Linked DNA regions of Anas platyrhynchos: region 2 is linked to region 1. Evidence: chromatin contacts called from public Hi-C data. All regions are on one chromosome and are shown on one strand. Each heading gives the region's core, a stretch centred on a gene start, on an enhancer-like site or on the middle of the called end of the contact. The rest is flanking DNA. Distances are from core to core; before and after follow the strand shown. Region 1 overlaps PDE3B (phosphodiesterase 3B). Region 2 holds the start of PDE3B (phosphodiesterase 3B).

Region 1 (3,342 bases), core at 95-2,594:
AGAATTGCCTAAACAATGAAACCAACACCATAGCAACTTGATTCAGAAACCAACTCTGTAGAGCATCACCTCATTCAAAAGCTGAATTCTACAACCAGCTGAGAAACTAATTTATTGAAAAGTACAAGAAAGGTTGCATTACACATCCATTTCTTTTCATGACTGCCTGTCAACCAAGACTGATGCTAGGTTCATTGCTTTTATTTTTAAATGTTCTTTTGTGACAGTTCAGAATCAATTGGCTATATAAATCCCTGTAGTTTCATGATACAAAAGCAAACACAGCACCACATAACCTAGAAGCCCTATCTTATTAACTAGTTTGTGTTTTTTTCTCTGTGTAAAAATGGCAGGTTTTGAAAAACTCTATTCCAGTAAGTGAAGTTATATTCTGTACAGGACTAATGGTGATACAACCAAAGAATGACTTTGTCAAAGCAGCAGCATTACTTAAATAAGACAACATCCTGCTGCAGCCAGAACAGCCATTTGAAGAGATTATCATAAACAAGACAAGATATGGCACTTCGAAAAGCATTCAGTGTGATACTTAAGGCATTTAGAGTCGTGACGATATTTCACTACAATGGTCACGTCCTGGCCTTTTCCACTGACTTGACTGAACTAATTCATTAAAGGCATTATCCTCGCTTTTGTGAGAAATCTAAAATACTCCTTCAATGGAAAGAGAGTTGCTCCTACTTAATTATTTTATTAAATATTTATTTGATACATTATATGGGATGTACAAAATACTTGCCTGGACAGATAAGAACCAGACAGGAGCACACAGGTGCCTGGCTACACCAAAGTAGTCACTAGACTCCAACATACCCACAAGATACAAAAACAGAGCAAAAACACTCCACTGATAGGTTAGGTTAACTTTCAAATAAGCCTTCAGCAGGCTTACGGAGAAAGTTCACATTAATGCTTACAGGTGGGTGAAATAATACTTTTTTATTGCTTGGTTGGGGTTTGTTTTGTTTTTTTAAACAAGACATGATACTTCTGCTTTTGTAACCAGGAGTATCTGCAGGTCAGTTTCCACTTTGTTGCAGAAAGTTTACAGATTTCTTCCTTTCTTTTTTTTTTGTTTGTTTGTTTGCCTTATTTGCTCAGAACATCCTTTCAATATTTTATGAGATCTTCAAGTGTTTCAAAAAGGTTTTAAAGGTGTTTTGCTTATTAAGGGAAAGTGTTTTTCTTTTTCTGTGTGTTTTTTCTTTCCTCTCCCCCCTCCTTTATGTAGCTAATGAAAAAAACTGGCTAAAACCACACTTAGGTCATTTCCTGTTCCTTCTAGGTTTTGTCAGACTTGCATGTCAGAGTAAAGGCCAACCAGTAATTTATGGCAACTGGGGGAGGGAGGGTAGAGGAAAAAAAAGCCTGCTATGTGCAGATCCTTTAATTGCCCATTACAAGCATTTTCCTTTGGAGCATGTGGTTCTAATCGCCATCAAAGGGAAGAAAGAGCGCTAGGTGGATTACTGCTCCCATCGCTGATCCAGCAGTTGCTCCGGTGTTCTGGCATTCTGTGCTTCTCTTGCTGTCATCCGAAACCTAAAACCATTTTTAAAGTTGTGTTGCTTTTATGAAAAATATAATCTAGAAGCTGTTCCCAAAGCATCCGCTTCACATCTACCTATTGACATGGCTTTAAAATAATGCACAGTAAAAACACACCTTTACTGGTGTGCTGACACACTGTTAGTGCAATGGAGACAGTAACCTCAAGTTTCTTCCTTCTGCAATAGATGGATGGGCACGAATCTTATGCTGATGGATTCTTAATGCAGTAACTAAAACACTTTATTTAGACATGAACTGATTTCCTCTATTAACTTATTTTTTTCAAATCAAGTGTTTTTTCCCACCTATTACACTAGAGGTTTAAGAATGTATCTTAGATCTGTTCCATAGGACACTGAGAGAAACTACTTCATAGGGCTGTTACATGATGGTGGGTCGAGTTTTTTGCAAGTGCTGAGCTGAAGAACAGGAGATAGAGAATTTTTCACACATGTGCTTTATCAAAACTTTCTCTTTAAAATCTCACGAAAACACAGTCCTCGGCTCGCTCCAACTCCTGCTTTGCAACAAGCAGCATAAACTAAAGCTGTACAGCTCTTGCAGCCAGAAGTTACCATGGAACATGAGAATGGTTCACACCAAGTAAATTAGACCATATCTGTTCATCTAGTTGCTATCTTGCCACCGACAATCACAGCCACCTCAAGATAAGAATATTCCAGAGCTAGCTGCAGTTTCTCAGAATACTCTTGACTGATTTTTTTTTTTTTGGTCTTTGCATCTGTCTGATCACTCTTTCAGAATCCACGTAGACTTCTGACAGTTAGGATATCATGCACAAAAGCGTTTCACAACTTAATTGCAGATTATGCAAAGTCCCTTTTCCTTTTGAATCTGTCAACCTGCTCCATTCAATGGCCTCAAATTCCTACAGCAAGGAATCACCACTGCATTCTGGCAGCATACCCACTGAATGATTGTTACAAAACCTCGCAGTTCTTCTCCAGCTACCTGCAGGCACAAGAAACAGTATTTTTTTGGAATATGAGACAGTATTTTCAAATCCTCCAGGCTACACTTCAGAGACACGGTGCCTTCAATGTAGAAAAACAACAACAAACACTAATTTACTAAACACTGCCGCCTTTTTTTTTTTTTTTTTTTTTGAATATGATTGCATTAATTGTTGTTATATATTCTAAACAGAATTGCCACAAGGTACACAAATCAACACAAATCACTGTTTTTTCCTTTCAGTAATTTACCCGGTCGAGGAAGATGATGACTCTAAAAGTAACAGTACAGACACTGAAGTTAGGGAAGTGAGCTGGGAGAACATGGTCAAGAAGCCAAAAAAGATACTATTTCATAAAGGAAAATAAATATTGGTGTAGTGCTATGGTTGGAAGTTATACATGGGGATTGAACTAATGACATTCTCAGTTACTCAAGCTAAAGAATTAAAAATAACAACTTAAAAACAGATGAAAGACCGTAATTGTCAGTCTGACTACAAGAGTAATTGTGTTAGAGAAAGTTAAATCGGCATTAAAAAATATCTTACTGACAAGTTTCTGGATGCAGTGCCAGGAAATATAAGACGAGCTCTCCTGGGGGAAAAATATTGAAACTCTGAAGAACATAATACAGATTGCTGTCAGAAACTGAGAAGAATGAGGGAATGCAAATTGCAGAAAATGGCATTTTTTTTCTCTGGTGTATTCATGTTAAGTGGTATTTTAGCTGGCATCTTCCTAAGCAACTGAAGGGAGGAGGGAAGGATTATTATTTTAAAATGTTAGAAGACTA
Region 2 (3,698 bases), core at 848-3,347, 55 kb after region 1:
ATCCCAAGTCCATCCGGGGCTGGTTCTCCCTCCAACACACTGCTCGGAGCCCTGCATTTCACGTGCAATGTGCCGAACATAAACAACCCCGGCCCCACACGGGGCTTCGCGCTGCGAAAAAACAAGACCCATTGACAAGTTTGCCAGGAGGGAGAAACCAACAGAGTTCCATTCAAGAAAGCTGAACGTTGCAGGCATCTTTCCAGGCTCTACTGAACAGCTCTCTCTTCAGTTAAAAAAAAAAAAAAAAAAAAAAAAAAGTAGAAAGTAGTTGCTTAAATCCAATCAACCCCAACCCAATGTTAAGTTACTTGGAGCGAGGAAGAGATGGCTAAGAGGCAGAGAGAGAAATCTGCAAGGCAGAAGGGCGCATGCCACTCAAACACCGCCAAACATCGGTACAAAATAACCCTCAAAACCTGATTTTGTGTTTTTCTTTAGCACCTTTTTGTCGACAGAAAGCAGGGAAGAAAGTGAAGTGCCGAGCAGCTAGCAAGCTGTGGCTTCTTTCTCTGGTGAAGTCTGCCAGAAGTGGAGGAGCTGGGCTTTGGAAAAGAGACAAGGTAGCTGATAGCTGAAGGTGTTTGTTTGTTTAAGGGAGAGGGGCTACGCTTTAATATTTAAGATCGCACGGAAAGCAAGCGAGTCCTGTATGCTACTGCAAATGCATGGGTAGGATTTAGCTTCCATACAGACCAAAAGGCAGGGTCACAGCGGCCGTGCAGAAAACCAAGTTGAGGACTGAAGCCCCGCTGAGGAACCACTATTTTCCTCCATTTCTTCAGCGGGCTCCTGACAGCGGGCACCCACCGAGAGGCCGGGCAGGGCAGGGCGAGCGGCGCTCACTCCTCGGAAAGTTTCTCCCTGCGGTCTGGGAGGAAACCTACCTGCTCCCGGGAAATGCAGGGCAGCGAGGGCCTCCGAAACATCTTGCTGCCGCCGTAGTAGCTGCCCGGGCTCTCCCCGAGGGACACGCAGCTCGATCTCCTCCTGGGTCTGATCACGGGCACTTTCTCCTCCGCGCTGGGGAGCCGCGGGTGCTGGCGATGCTGCTGCTGCTGCTGCTGCTGTGCCCGGCTCCGGGCCGCCGGGACACCGCAGCAAAGGGCTAGCAGGCAGCCCACCGCCCCCACAGCGCCGGCCAGCAGCGGGCGGAGGGCCGGGGGCAGCGAGGGGAGGCTGCCGAGGGACGCCAGCCACACCAGGCTGGAGAAGAGCAAGACGAGGAGGCGGCGGCGGAGCTGCAGGGAGCTCTGCAGCAGGGTCAGCGCCGCCACCGAGCTCAGCACCGTCAGCAGCCGGCCCGCCAGCATCTGCGGCTCGCCGGGGGCCCGGGGCTCCTCCTGGCGCCCCGCGGGGGGCGGCAGCCACTGCAGCGCCACCAAGTCCCCCGAGTAGCAGCAGACGGGAAGCGCCAGCAGCCACCAGCGGGGCGCCCCGCCGCGGGCCAGGTGGCAGGTGAGGAAGAAGAAGGCGCAGGCGATGCTGAAGAGCGGGCTGAGGCAGCGGGAGAGGCTCAGCAAGGCGTGCAGAGCCCGGGGGCTCCTCCAGCCGCCCCCGTCCTGCTGCCCCCCGCCGCTGCCCCGGCCCGGCAGAGCCAGCAGCGAGAGGACCAGGGCGGCCAGGGCGGCCAGGCTGAGCAGCGCCCGGCGGCAGCAGCAGGAGGAGGAGGAGGAGGAGGAGGAGGAGGAGGGGAGCAGCAGCAGCGAGAGGAAGCTCCTCGGGGGGTCCTGCCGCAGGGGGGTCGCGCAGCTCCTCACGTAGCCGTTCCGCAGGCTCTCCGCGCCGCCGTCCGGCTGCTGGCAGCGCTGCGGGGCTCGGACGGCGCCGGGACCGGCACCGGGACCGGCACCGGGACCGGGAGCAGCGGCGGGGGCTTCCCTCTCGTCCCTCATGGTGGTCGGGGCAGGGCGCGGGTCGCGCTATCGGCGGCCCGGCCGCGCCGCCCTCAGCCGCGGCGTCTCCTCCGCGGGCAGCGGCGGCCGGAGCATGGTGGGGGAGCGGCGGGGAAGGAGAGAAAAGGTAACGAGCCCCGCTCGCTCTGCTCTGCTCTGCCCCGAAACGGAGCCAGCGGGAGGGGCTCGCGGCCGCCTCCCAGCGCTCACCGACGGCAGCGGCCGCTGGAGGGGGCGGGGGGCGGGAGGCGGGGGTGGGCGAGGCCCTGGGAGCGGAGGAGAGCGAGATCGGCTGCGGGAAGCTCGGAGGGAGCCCGAGGCAGGTCCGACGCAGCCTGAGAGGAGTTTGGGGGCTCCCCGAGGCACCCCCCGAAGGCGGCGTGCAGGGAGCAGCAGGGGCTGGCGCTGCCCGGGGCCGCCCGGCTGGGTCAGGGCTCGGGAAGGGAGCAGCAGGAGCGGGGCTCGCTGCGCTTCTCGCAGCCCTCGTTGGCAGCCCGCGGGGGAAGAGGAAGCTGCAGGGCCCGGGCCTGAGGGCTGACGATGAGCAGAAGCCGTCCAGCGGGATCGCTTGACAGCGCCTGCAATGCGCGGTGACGAACAGAGTCGCTTCTGTACGTAAGAAGTTGGGAATAAGCAGCGGTTTGTGCTTCAAAAAGGCAAAGCAAATCGGCGGAACTTCAGTGCCGTCACAGGCCTCCCTCTGGCAGAAACACCTCCTCCGCGCTTTCCCCCCCCAAAAAAAGAAAAAGGAATTCTGGCCTGTCTTGCTACGCTCACAGCCGCTATAATGGCACAGAGTCCTCGGTTAAAAGTTTGCAAAAGAGAGCATGTGAATTTCCTTCTGGGCTAATAATCCCGCACTGACTTTAACTCGCATGTTATTGACATCAGTTAGCCTGCGATCAAGCGTACACGTGAATGTTTTCAGGGCTGAGATAATCATAGAATCATAGAATATCCTGAGTTGGAAGGGACCCTAAAGGATCATCAAGTCCAATAAATCTTGCTATTTTGCACAGCTCCTTCACTTCTTAGATTCAGCTATAAATAAATGCATCCCTGAAACACTTGGTATTTCACAGATACTGTAATCTTCATATAAACATCGTCCATGAATATAAGCAACTCTAACAGTGGGCACTGGAAAGCATACAAAGGAAGAGTACAAAGATAGGAAGGACATCATCTGATCCCTTAATACCCCATATGCAACCCACTGTGGCATTAGCGCTTTCTGAATCAGAAGTGGTGTCTTATATTTAACACGGTCCTCAGTGCATTTTTATTCCATGAATTTGCACAACCAGTTATGTATTCGTTTACTTTTAAGTCCACGTTGGCTTTTGGCATCTGCCGTGTACTGCAGGAAGGAGGTCCTCACTCCGTACAACTTGACTGCCTTGTGTGAAATGTTTTTCGTGTTTGCTATCTGTCTTAGTCGATAAAAGTTCCTATCAAGTCATCTTTTTTCTTCAGTTCGTGATTTTATATCTTTCCCCAGGCTTGTGAGTCTTGTGTTTTCCAAGCAGAGGAGTTTTAGTCTATCTGGTATTTTCCCATGGTACAGTTCCTCTCTTTATTCTGTACTTTGTGAACACTACTATTGGCTTTTGCTGATGAGGAAACAAGGAGTTACGCACAGTACTCAAGACACGAGCAGATGGATTTATGCTGAGCCAAAATAATGGTTGTTATTTTTTTTTTTCCCCAGTGTACTTTATGGTTATTTACCATAAATTTGACCTGCATATGCATTTATAAGGCTGCAGATTTGCTCAGCTAGATTTATTTTTTCTGCCCTCG

Evidence for each region. Hi-C and Micro-C count contacts between places; a contact is called where the count stands out from the background.
Region 2: a Hi-C map of liver shows a contact between it and region 1, with 4 times the contacts expected there. The contact joins the promoter of PDE3B here to the enhancer-like site in region 1. A contact is called at or near these places in 4 of 8 Hi-C or Micro-C datasets (F1 follicle, liver, skeletal muscle and 1 more).

The regions. Positions count from the first base shown.
Region 1 is chr5:61,919,702-61,923,043 of IASCAAS_PekinDuck_T2T, forward strand. The region is part of intron 1 of PDE3B (phosphodiesterase 3B); the gene reads right to left. Among named protein-coding and RNA genes, the nearest start is that of CYP2R1, 50 kb to the left of the region's middle. Within about 2 kb of position 1,345, at least 1 of the 8 cell types and tissues checked has an H3K27ac peak or open chromatin away from gene starts, as enhancers often do.
Region 2 is chr5:61,973,785-61,977,482 of IASCAAS_PekinDuck_T2T, forward strand. It overlaps PDE3B (phosphodiesterase 3B), which reads right to left and starts at 2,098. Exons shown (of 16, transcript XM_013100967.5): 1 at 888-2,098. The coding sequence starts at 1,895. LOC106017559 (a long non-coding RNA gene) reads left to right here and starts at 2,142. Exons shown (of 4, transcript XR_011809864.1): 1 at 2,142-3,698.